Linked DNA regions of Ovis aries: region 2 is linked to region 1. Evidence: chromatin contacts called from public Hi-C data. All regions are on one chromosome and are shown on one strand. Each heading gives the region's core, a stretch centred on a gene start, on an enhancer-like site or on the middle of the called end of the contact. The rest is flanking DNA. Distances are from core to core; before and after follow the strand shown. Region 1 overlaps HSPA12A (heat shock protein family A (Hsp70) member 12A). Region 2 has its middle 25 kb from the start of VAX1.

Region 1 (5,420 bases), core at 1,725-4,224:
GGGGATAGACCTTTGGTTTATATAACCGTTCCTCCATCCCAGCAGAGGTTATGGTTTCCAATTTATTCTGATAAAGCAAGGACCATTCCTTCACTAAGGCCAGTCACTCGATGATAATATTGCTTTAGATGTCCCAGCTCTCTGACTTTTGAAGCCAGACAGAAAGCCCAGATAAGTAGGGGCTTTCAGCCACCCTTGTACATGCCCAGGCCCTGCCCACTCCTGCCGGAGCGCTGACCCGTGGCGCCAAACCCTGGACCCCCTGCCATCCCGATTTCACATATACTGGTGGGTGATGCTGGAAATGCCAGTCCCCATTCTTGGCTCTGCCCCACCAAGTGGCCAAGCCCTGGCTGATCACTTACGGAGATGCTCAATGATGCTGTCGATAGTCGGCTTAAAAAGGGCATTCATGGCGTCTGGACTCATCCTCAGCATCCCCTGCGAGGACCACTTGACAAAATCCACACTGTGGGGCGAGCAGAGAGAGAGTGAGGGTGTAGAAAGGATACCCAAGTCACGGGCCCTGGCAGAACAGCTGTCCCGTCTGAGTGGGCAAGGGGGTCTGAAAGTCCAAAGATCCCTTAGTAATACCCTAAACCACCAGGATCTAGACCCTTAGGAGCTTAAAAGCTAAGGCACAACCTCTTCCATTTCTCTTTACTTTGGGCTCTGGCCAACCCTCTCCTGATACAGTGAAAGCCAGTCTAATGCAAAAGACAGGGTGATAATTCATTCAACAAATATTTACTGAGCACCTACTCAGTGCTCAGTAACCCACAACAGAACCCACAACAGGTTCTGTTGTGGACTCTGGGGACAAAGCAGGAGCCAAACTTCCCTGCTTTCGTAAAGCTTATCTTTTTAGTGCATAATCATAGCTAACACATAAATAGCACCTTCTAGGTCCCAGGCATTGTGCTAAGCATATATGAATTCATTTCATCCTCACAGCAACCCTTTGAGGTAAGTGGAATTATCATGCCCATGTTCCAGATGAAAAAACTAAGGACCAGAAAAGTTGAGTCACTTGCCCAAGGTCACACAGCAAGCGTGTAAGATTGGAACTCAGAGTCCACACCCCCTTCCTCCCTCCCATCAACATGTTCTACCGTCTGGACTGTCCTGAGCCAAATGTGAGCCGACTCACTTGCTCTTCCTCAAGGCGTGCTCTACGCTGTGTCCCCGGAACTTCTTGTAGTAGTCAATGAAGGAGAAGGGCAGGGTGATGTTCAGTGGGTTAGTTCGGTCTGGGGCAGCTGCTCTTTTTCGAGACTCAAATGCAATCATTAAGTCAACCCAGGCCGCAGGACGCTTGATTTTAAATTGCTCAATAAAATCCTCTCCGAATATTTTACACAGAAGCTTTTCGAATTCGTAGTCTACTCCTAAAGATCCATAGGGTCCACCTGGGTCAAGAACAAAATGGGAGACCACTCTGTCAAAAACAGAAACAGAATCCGAAGTCTGAGTAGCAGCCTACCCTGGGTTCTGCCAAAGACAGTAGCCCAAACGTGGGCCCACTTAGCCAGCAGACCATGGCTGTGTGTTTTTACTTACTCTTTAAAACCCTTATGTTCTTCTTATTCCACATGGGAAAACTTTCCTATAAAAATCACTCATCAAAAATCGGTTTAAAATTATTTACATGTTAAATAAAACCAATGCATTTAGCTAATTGGGAGCATCGTGGTATTCCTGCCCAAGAAATCTAAGGACAGAGTCAGTGAAGCCAGCAGACCTCACCGAGTCCCTGTGACCTACTAATTACTCATCCCTTCCATCCTAAGAGGACAAGACGTTCTCTGGTTTGGTGGTCTCATCCTGGGACCTCCCAGGAAAGCTTAGCCACAGCACCAAATCACAGGTGATGATCATGGCCAGGATCTGAAACAGGCTCTCTTTAGGCCCAGACCCAAGTTATGGCGGTTTGTGTTTAAAGGCCATTTAATGGCATTTTGCTTTCTGGTCTCACACATCCATATTGCTCATAATCCCACGTGCTGATGGCATTGAAAGAATGAGATGCTGAGAGAAATCAGAAATGAGTAAAACAGCTCAGGTATGAGAACATTAGCCACTTCCCTCATTTTCTCAGGCTTACCTGTTGCTTTGTACAGTTCTTTGAGATGCCCCTCTGGTAACCGTATCTGATGGACTGTCAGGTCAACGGTGCCACCGCCACTGTCCACCACCACATACTTGTCACCTGGTATAAAACAGCCATCCTTTATACAGACCACTTGTCCACTGTGTCCTGGAACAATCTGGCAGGTGATGACGGTGTACCTAGCTAAGCTCCATCAACACCCAGTAGTACAATGGATTTGCTAATCAGGAGCACAGTGAGTTATTCATGACCAAAGAGAATGAGATAACGTCTGCCCAGAAGTGCTGGTTAGCATGGACTGTGAACACAGATGAACGAATCTTTAAAGCATTCATGTCACACGACACTGCATACCTGGCACATACAAGCCGACAAGGTAACAGCACCATCGAATGACCTGCTGTTTATAACACAAGGCTTATCCTGGAACTGGTGAGTTCCAGCTCCTACTTTTCTTCTGAAGAGCCTATATGGTTTTAGAACATGCAACATTACAGCTCCAAAAAGAGCTCTCCCTGGGCAAGCAGGTCTGTGAAACCAACTGATTTGGAACATTTCCCAAAAGTGTAAAAGGAACAAATAGGAATGCATTTTTGCCAACACACACACACACACACACACACACACAATCCAGCAGGGGCAAAGGACATTCAAGGTCACTACCTTCCTCCAGCTCGGACCAGATTTCTCCTATGACATTCTCCACCAGAAAGGTCCGACTCTGCCGATTACGTCGTACGTGTTCCTTAGCTAGTGGCCAACACAAAGAAAATAACAACGGGTGAGAAAGCATGAAAGAGCCGCAGTCCCTGAAGTCAGTGGAGGTGAAAGAGCACGGGAGGTTTGGGAACAGAACATTCGGTGATCTCGATCGGAATGATTACATAAGTACAACAGGGGGAATGACAAAGCCAGCTCTTCCACAGCATGGAGCTTATTTCCACCAGCCTCCATCTATTCATCTGCCTGGAGCTAGCCACTGCCCTGCTGAAAAGCTCACCGTGGTGAGATTCCCTTCCTCCAGGAACAGTTTCAGGGGAATGGAAATAAAATAGGTCAGTTTCCTGGCTCTGCTGCCCTAGGGAGGAAGCTGTCTGCCAAATGGCCTGCAGTGCGCTTGGTTAAATAATTTCACATCAAGGAACTTGGTCTGATACATGGAATGCGGGGTATGTTTTCCTAACTGGATCTGGCATAAACCGGCCAGGAACCCTTTCCAGACTCCGTTGAAGTCGATATGCTCTTCCGCCACAAGGTGGCGCGGCTGAACCTAGCAAAGCCGACGCCGCCTTTTTCCTGCACAATGCGGGACAACCTAGGGGTGGCTGGGGTACTCAGTGGCTGTGATGCCATGCATAGGTATTTCATCTCCCGCTGGCTCCCGACAGCCCCGTGAGACGGACAGGGCCCAGATCATCGTCCTGTGTTCAGACGAGGAAACCATGTCAGGGAGGTCAAGGGACTTGCCGTTCCCACGACTCTGTCTTGCAGCCTGAAATGAACCCTCAGAGGGCAGACCCCCTGCCTTTGAGACTTAACAATTTAGAATGAAGTCTGAAAACGCTGAATAGGAATGTTAAGAGGAGGGAAAGATGCTGTGAGAGGGAGCCTGGGAAGCACCAGAGCATACGCACGATGGGGATTGGGGCAAATCACTTAACCTCTCTCAGCTTGTTTCCTCATCCATAAAATGGGATGATACTACTTGGCCCAAGGTCCACGCAGGCTGAGCAGGGACTGGCCCTCTGATTTGTTGTCAGCACCCACTGTGATACCAAGCACACAGTAGGTGATGAGGAAGGCAAAGCACCAAGTATGAGACAGTGAACCCAACAAATGACCCCTACCTTGAACAGTTTAGAGCAATCCTGGTTTTACAGACAAAGGCTCTAATCCACTGCTCTGCCCCCCACCAAATCTTTAGTCTCTCAGCCCTACATCTGCTGCTTGTTATCCAATAAAGGACCCTTGACCCCCCAGCTTCCTTCAGCAAGGAGCACAGTGTTCACAAAGCAGCATCTCCTCTGGGGATTAGAATGGCAAACATCAACATCGGGCCAGCCTTAAGCTCCTCAGGCCACCCCTGATTAAAGAGCTCCGGCAGGCCTGCGGGGTCCCCGGACTCAGGGCTTCTCTCCTATGCCCAGCTCCAGATGAACTTACACTGAACACTTTGCCGTGGGGACTGACTTTCCAAAACAGTCTAGGTGGCCAAGAAAATGGCATGTGTAAAAAACAGCCAAGTGAAGCTAATAAAACATGTTCTGAGCGCTCAGAAAATCCTGTTTTGCAGGCAAATATGCCAAAGATTGTGAAAAATGTAGCCTTTACTAATGTCGTTAAATCTTTTTGGAGTCAAATAATGCCAACAGTGGCCCCTGCAGCACTGGGGACAGAGTGCCAGCTCTGGTCTCCTCAGTGGTGGCCACTGGACGTCCATCCGGGAGTGGCATCAGAACGCAGAGAATGGCCCAGGATGGGGGACTCAGGCTACTGATGCCATCCTGGGTACCCCCTGATTAAGCACTCTGCCAGGCCTTCCCACACAGCACTCTGTCCTTCTGGGAGGGAGGTTCTCACCAAAAAGCAAGGTTAAGATGGAACCCCTGCCTCACTGACCCTCTGAGGGATGGTGGCCAACAACATGAGGATTTCAAAAACCAAAGACACCCCTCTGAGCACAGAAAACAGCAAATCCCACAAGGCACAGGACACAGACATGGAGCAGTGTGGGCATGACAGGATACATTAAAGGAAAGAAAAACAAAACCTCTTGAGCTCTTGGGAAGGGCAGGCATTCTAACAGTTCCCTTCTATGTGAATGTTGTGCTTAAGAAGTGTCAAGGAGAGCTGTGCTCAATCAGCTAATTCTGGCATGAGCGGCTATCTATGAACAATGAGTAAAGATCAGTATATGAAATAGAGAGCCCAGGCAGACATTCCTCTTTCTTCCAATTAAAACAACGATCCTGAATATGTAAAACGTGAACTCTAGCTCGCCTTGTGAGAAAAAGGCAAATCGAGCCCTGAGACCTGGAGGGAAGCCTGTTTCCGTTTGCTCTGGGTGAATCAGATCCAGGTGGCGAACACATGGTCCTGGCAGGCTGAGGGGGCAGCAGCCTGGTGACAAGTGCACTTCTTGCCACTGTCTCGTGGCTCAGGTTCACAGACTCCTCCATCCTAGGTTAAAAATGCAGAGCAGTGGCCGCTGGGGCAGAGTCACCTTGCAAAGAGGAAGAGAGCTCTGTCTGGACGGGAATGTGTGCCCTCCAAGGGTGAGCCTGGGGCCCAGTCCCCCAGGCAGTGCAGA
Region 2 (5,420 bases), core at 1,746-4,245, 440 kb after region 1:
GCAGCCTCCTCTAGGCTAGAAGGAAAGACATTTTTTCCATACAGCACAGAATCTGGGGGTGGGGTGGGCCTGGGGGCTGGGTCCTGGGCTAAAGATCCTCCCTACCACCCTCATCCCCCTGGGTTGGCTCCAACATGACCAAGGGTGGGACTCCACCTTTCAGCTGACCTTTACTCAGACCAATTTCTACCTAATCCGGGAGGCAATAGAAAGCTATCAGCCCTTTCCTTGCTCTCAAAGTGGCATCTGCATTTTTGCAGGCTGGCCCCCACCCCCAAACTCCAACCTCCTTTGTTGACCTGCAAGGCCTGAAAAAAACCCGATGGGGCACCCCGCCGCCGCAGCTTATGCTTCTTGGGGACCAAATCAGTGGTGGAAAACCAACCAGGTGGCAGTGTCTTTAGCGAGCAAAGACATTCAGGACTGCCGCACCGAGCGCCCCGCGAGGAGGGAGAGGAGCGCGCCCTCTTTAGCGTGTTGGGGCCAGGGGCCTTTTGGGGTCAGGAGCACTCTAGGTGCAACTTTGCAGCGGATTTGAGAGACCAGAGGGTAGTCGGAGAACCAGAGGCAAGCTGGGGTTCGGCCACATTTGCTGCGCAGCACTGCCCCCTGGTATCCCGCGCCAAAACTGCCCTACTAGGCGGTGGCAATCTCCCTGCTCCGTGGCTGGGGCTAACCTTCTCCTTTTTTAGACCACAAGCCCTCTTCTAGAAGCTCCCCAGGAGGCCTCGAGAGAGCTCTCCTGCGGAGCTCTAAAGCCTTCCTTCCCGTCCCGCCGCAAGCACTCACCTTCCCAAAGAGGACTCCCGAAACCAGGCTGCCGAAACCAGGCCCCCGGTGTGACTGTGGCACCCAAGTGTCAGCTGAGATGTGAGGGCTGCCAGGAGGCCTCACTGCAGGCCTGTGTGAGTGGGGAAGACTTGTGTATACGGAGACTCACTTAGTATTGGGAAGGTTCATTCTTTTAATGAACACCAGTCCCCTGGGCATTTTTTTTTTTTTTTTTTTTTTTGCATCTGGGCTTTCTGGAGAAGAAAGAAAGGGGAGATAGGGTCACGGTCTTCTCGGCACCCCGAAGTGGGAGAGATGGGTGGGTATCAGGTGACCCATTCAGAACCCCAGGGCGTGGCTCAGGAGGGCCCAGAGTCCTGCCCAGTTTGCCCCCTTCCTATGGGTCCCCAACAGCCCTGCCTTCCTGCAGGTGCCTGGAGGAAGACTACCCTCTTCTCCAACCCATACTGGGCATCTAGTGCCCGGTGTAGGTACCAGCCTCAAGACACCCACCACCAACTGGAGGACTGGGCCCCTGCTTGAGGCTAGGGCTTGGGGAGAGGTAGGTGTTTAGATCACTCGACACAGAGAAGGAGTTCAGATTCCAAACCAGGTCCGCTCTGGGTTCCAGCTTGGTCACCTGCAGACGGTGTGACCTTGAGACCTTCAGCCTCTCTGTACATCTCTTTCCTTGCTACTTTTTTAGGGAGGCTGTGAGAATTGAGATAGTGTTCTTCAAGTATGTGCTCAGTCAGCGTCACCATTGGTGACAGTGGGTGTTCCCTGCAGGAAAGTGCCCCAGAGAGCATCCCATAAGGGGGGGGGGGGTGTCCTGCAGCACCACAGTGGTGCTAACTCTGGTTTTCAGGAGAAGTGGATACAGAGCAGTGATAGCCCTGAAGGCTGTGCCCTGGGTCCCCACGCTTCCTGGGTGTCTTCCACCAGGGCCCAGGCTTTGCTCGAAGGGAGGTCTTAGCTCACTCCTCTCGGCTCTGGGAAGCTAGTCATCCCCGTTTATGACAGCTTCTAGTGTTGAGAACCTTGGCCTAATACATGTCACACACCCAGCCTTAACCTGCATCAGACACAGGGCTAAGAGCTTCGCGTTCACTATCCCACTTCATCTTCACAGTGATGGGTCAGAGGTAGGTAAATTTTCAAATCTCCATTTTACAGAGCAGGAAACTGAGCTCAGAGAGGTGGGGTAACTTGCTCAAGATCACACAGCTGTTTTTTTCAGAGGCTAAGCCCTTTCTGGTGTGACATTAGAAAGCATAGGCTTTCGCTCTTCCGTTTCCACTCATGCTGCTGCTGCTGCTGCTGCTGCTGCTAAGTCGCTTCAGTCGTGTCCGACTCTGTGCGACCCCATAGACGGCAGCCCACCAGGCTCTGCCGTCCCTGGGATTCTTTAGGCAAGAACACTGGAGTGGCTATGTTCTTTAAACTGCAGTTTCCTTTTCCCTGCGTTGGCACCTACGGAAGCTGAGGGGGGCTCCCGGGAATCTCAGGCCTTGACGCGAATTTTCACTCAATTAATTAGTTCTGGGGTGTCCTCAGACCCTTTGATCGAGTCTGCTTCGGTCTCTAGTACCTTAGGCGATCTCAGATCAGAGTGACCCACCCGAGCATCCGGACAAAAGTTCGGGGAAGAAACCTCTTCCCTCTCTGGAAACTGAGATCAAGCGGTCCAGACGGTCCAGAAAACAGGCGAGGCCACGCCTGTTGCGTCCCCTGGGATGCTTCCAGGTACCCACGCCGCGCGAAACCTCCCTGGCTCCCTCACCCTAAAACCAAGGTCTCGAGGACCAGGGGTTGGTGCGGGGAGTGTACTGCGTGTAACCGGGTGTCGCGGCGCAGGGCACCGGCAGTCAGCTATGGAGTGGACTTGACTATGAGGTTCCCGGGCCAGCGGCTCCCTGCGATGGGAGTCCCCGAGCTCCCCAGTCGGTAAATATCCGACGATTGCCTCCTGGGAGCCACGCCCGGCATCCACCCCTCTCCCCACCCTCCACGCCCCAGTCACGGTCAATTTCCAGGCCTCCCCCAAGGCCCCCCACTCTCTGTCCTAAGCCCCGCCCTCCCGTGGGGCCGAGTTGAGGGCGCCACCAGCGCTCGTCGGAGTGAGTTTTCTGGTGGGGCCCAGGCTTCGTTGGATCGCACGCACCCCGCCCACCCTTTCCGCAACTGTTCTGCCCGGCGCGCAGCCCCGGCGTCGGCCGCGCTGAGCGAGGCGCCCCCTGGCGGCAAGAAGCCGCGCGCGCTGGTCTCCCTGGTGGCTCCGGGCTGATCCCTCCGACCTCCCGGTCCCCTCCGCCGCCCGACCACCCGGGCGCCCTCGCCCGCCTGTCCCACTCTTCCATCTCCCACGGAGGTGGCTACCTTGTCCCCAGAGACGGTCCGAGAGGCGCTCGCGGCTTTCCTTAACTGGCCCGGGAGCGCCCTTGGCCCAGGCCCCCTCCACGTTCCCCAGCAGCGGGCCTGGTCCTCCCTGAATAGAAACCACCGATGCCGGGTAACCCCACCCCACTGCCGGGCTTCACTGGACGCTAGGCCCCTCGGAGGCCAGCGCTATGGTTGAGAAAAGAAAAGAAAAAAACTCCATCCATCCACCTAATTCAGGGGTGAAGGAAAACCGTATTCATCTGGATTTTCAAAAAGAAAACGTCCCCGCTCAACAACCTCGTGTCCACCGCCCCTTGCCCGGATCCTGTGAACCGAAAAGGCACATATTCCACGGCCTTCTCGCCGGTCACATGAATGTCCCCGATGCTATCTGTCTACATCTCTGTGTGAAGCAGTTTCTCTCCCTCGAAATCCCACCGGAAAGACGCGATGGCGAGAGATGACTCATTCGAACAAGAATCTGGAGAAAAACGCCCTGAGAGCGTTCAAAAACTCAGCAAGCTGCATTTTAGCCGAAAATCCTGGCTAGAGCTCTCTGGGTTTCCTGTGGGTTTCAGGTCTGGTGTCAGAATGACCTGAATTTCAATCTTGATTTTGTCACTTAATAGCTGACTTGGGCAAATTACCTTCTAAGTACCGGTTTTCTCTGTTACAGTAGAGTTACCTCACAGGCTGTCATAAAGATTAAAAAATCATACGTGTAAAGTTTAGACTAGGCAGGTAACTGTATCTTGATTATTTCCCCTAAAGCCAGAGTTCCATGCTTGCTAAGTCTCTTCAGGTGCATTTGGGTCCGACTCTGCAACCCTATGGACTGTAGCCCACCAGGCTTCTCTGTGCATGGGATTCTCTAGGCAAGACTGCTAGAGTGGGTTGCCATGCCCTCCTCCAGGGGATCTGCCTACCCAAGGATGGAACCTATGTCTCTTACCCATCCTGCCTTTGCAGGTGGATTCTTAACCATTAGCGCCACCTGGGAAGCCCAAGAGTTCAATGAGACTTTAGCTAGTGAAGGTTTGAAAACTGGATTTCACTTGGACTCAAGGATGAGACTGGGGGCAGAGATACTGTTACAAGGTGAGTTTTTAATCCTGGGAGGGCTGAACTCACAAATGACCATTCGGTGGGGTGGAAGCTTGCATCAATGAGAATTAATAAGGCTGGGAGTTTGGACTGTAGGGCTCTCCAAGGACCTTCCCAATCCTAAGTGTTTTCTTATACCTGCCTTGGGGCAGAACTGGCCTTTGTCCTTTGTATCTTGCACCCAAGAGGCGGCCAGTTACTCAGGGTCCATGCTGGCTGCTGAGTGAGTGGATTTGGTCGTCCCAAATGTGGTCTTACACAAGTCATCTTTCTCTTTGCTTCGTTAACTCCTGCCTTCTCTGAACAGGCCAGATTCCCCTGTCATATGCTCTCAGAGGACCATACACTTTCTCTTCATGACGACTCATCACTGTTAAAACTTCACGTTTATTTGTGCAATCATCAGATTGTCTTCCTTTTGCTGTGAGCTCCATGGCTGTTTTCCTGTCCCTGAGTTGTTCTTAACAGTTAATACAATGGATAACGGTTGAATGGCAACGAAATGGCTTTTTTTGTAGCTAGATTCAGAAAGTAGTTTAACCCTACCCCTCACCCTAATTAGCAGTCATGGTAGGTAATTCACAATACACTCTTTCAATATGTTGTAAAGAAATTAGCCTCCAAATGCACTACCAGGCAAGCTATTCTAGAGGTGACAGAATAGAAAGGCATACAGACCAAGTTAAGATGCTTTAATCTCACAGATTATTGGATAAATTGAAAACACACAGGGAGAAGGAAGATAAAAAGAGATGGGGTAGGTTAGCAACAATATGATCAAATATACGAAGGTGGGGAGGAGCACTTGCAGAATCGTGGATTATGTAAATATATCATGTTGATGTCCCTTTCTCCCTGCCCCCTATACTAAGTTCAGTTCAGCTCAGTTGCTAAGTCATGTTCAACTTTTTTCGACCCCATGGAACGCAGCATGCCAGGCCTCCCTGTCCGTCACTAACTCCAAAACTTGCTCAAACTCATGTCCATCAAGTCAGTGATGCCATCCAACTGTCTCATCCTCTGTCATCCCCTTCTCCTCCTGCCTTCAATCTTTCCCAGCATCAGGGTCTTTTGCAATGAGTCAGGTCTTTGCATTAGGTGGCCAAAGTATTGAAGCTTCAGCTTCAGCATCAGTCCTTCCAATGAATATTCAGGACTGATTT

Evidence for each region. A called contact is a pair of places that touch in the nucleus more often than the background predicts.
Region 2: a contact with region 1 is called in a Hi-C map of hypothalamus, with 5 times the contacts expected there. The contact joins two enhancer-like sites. A contact is called at or near these places in 5 of 16 Hi-C or Micro-C datasets (hypothalamus, liver, mixed tissues and 2 more).

Annotation. Positions count from the first base shown.
Region 1 is chr22:36,601,362-36,606,781 of ARS-UI_Ramb_v3.0, forward strand. HSPA12A (heat shock protein family A (Hsp70) member 12A) reads right to left here. Exons shown (of 13, transcript XM_027960462.2): 9 at 2,774-2,860; 10 at 2,105-2,209; 11 at 1,151-1,409; 12 at 366-469. Among named protein-coding and RNA genes, the nearest start is that of SPMIP5, 12 kb to the left of the region's middle. Within about 2 kb of position 2,975, at least 12 of the 54 cell types and tissues checked have an H3K27ac peak or open chromatin away from gene starts, as enhancers often do. A contact at or near this core is called in hypothalamus, where this site is marked.
Region 2 is chr22:37,037,401-37,042,820 of ARS-UI_Ramb_v3.0, forward strand. No RefSeq gene overlaps it. Among named protein-coding and RNA genes, the nearest start is that of VAX1, 25 kb to the left of the region's middle. Within about 2 kb of position 2,996, at least 2 of the 54 cell types and tissues checked have an H3K27ac peak or open chromatin away from gene starts, as enhancers often do. A contact at or near this core is called in hypothalamus, where this site is marked.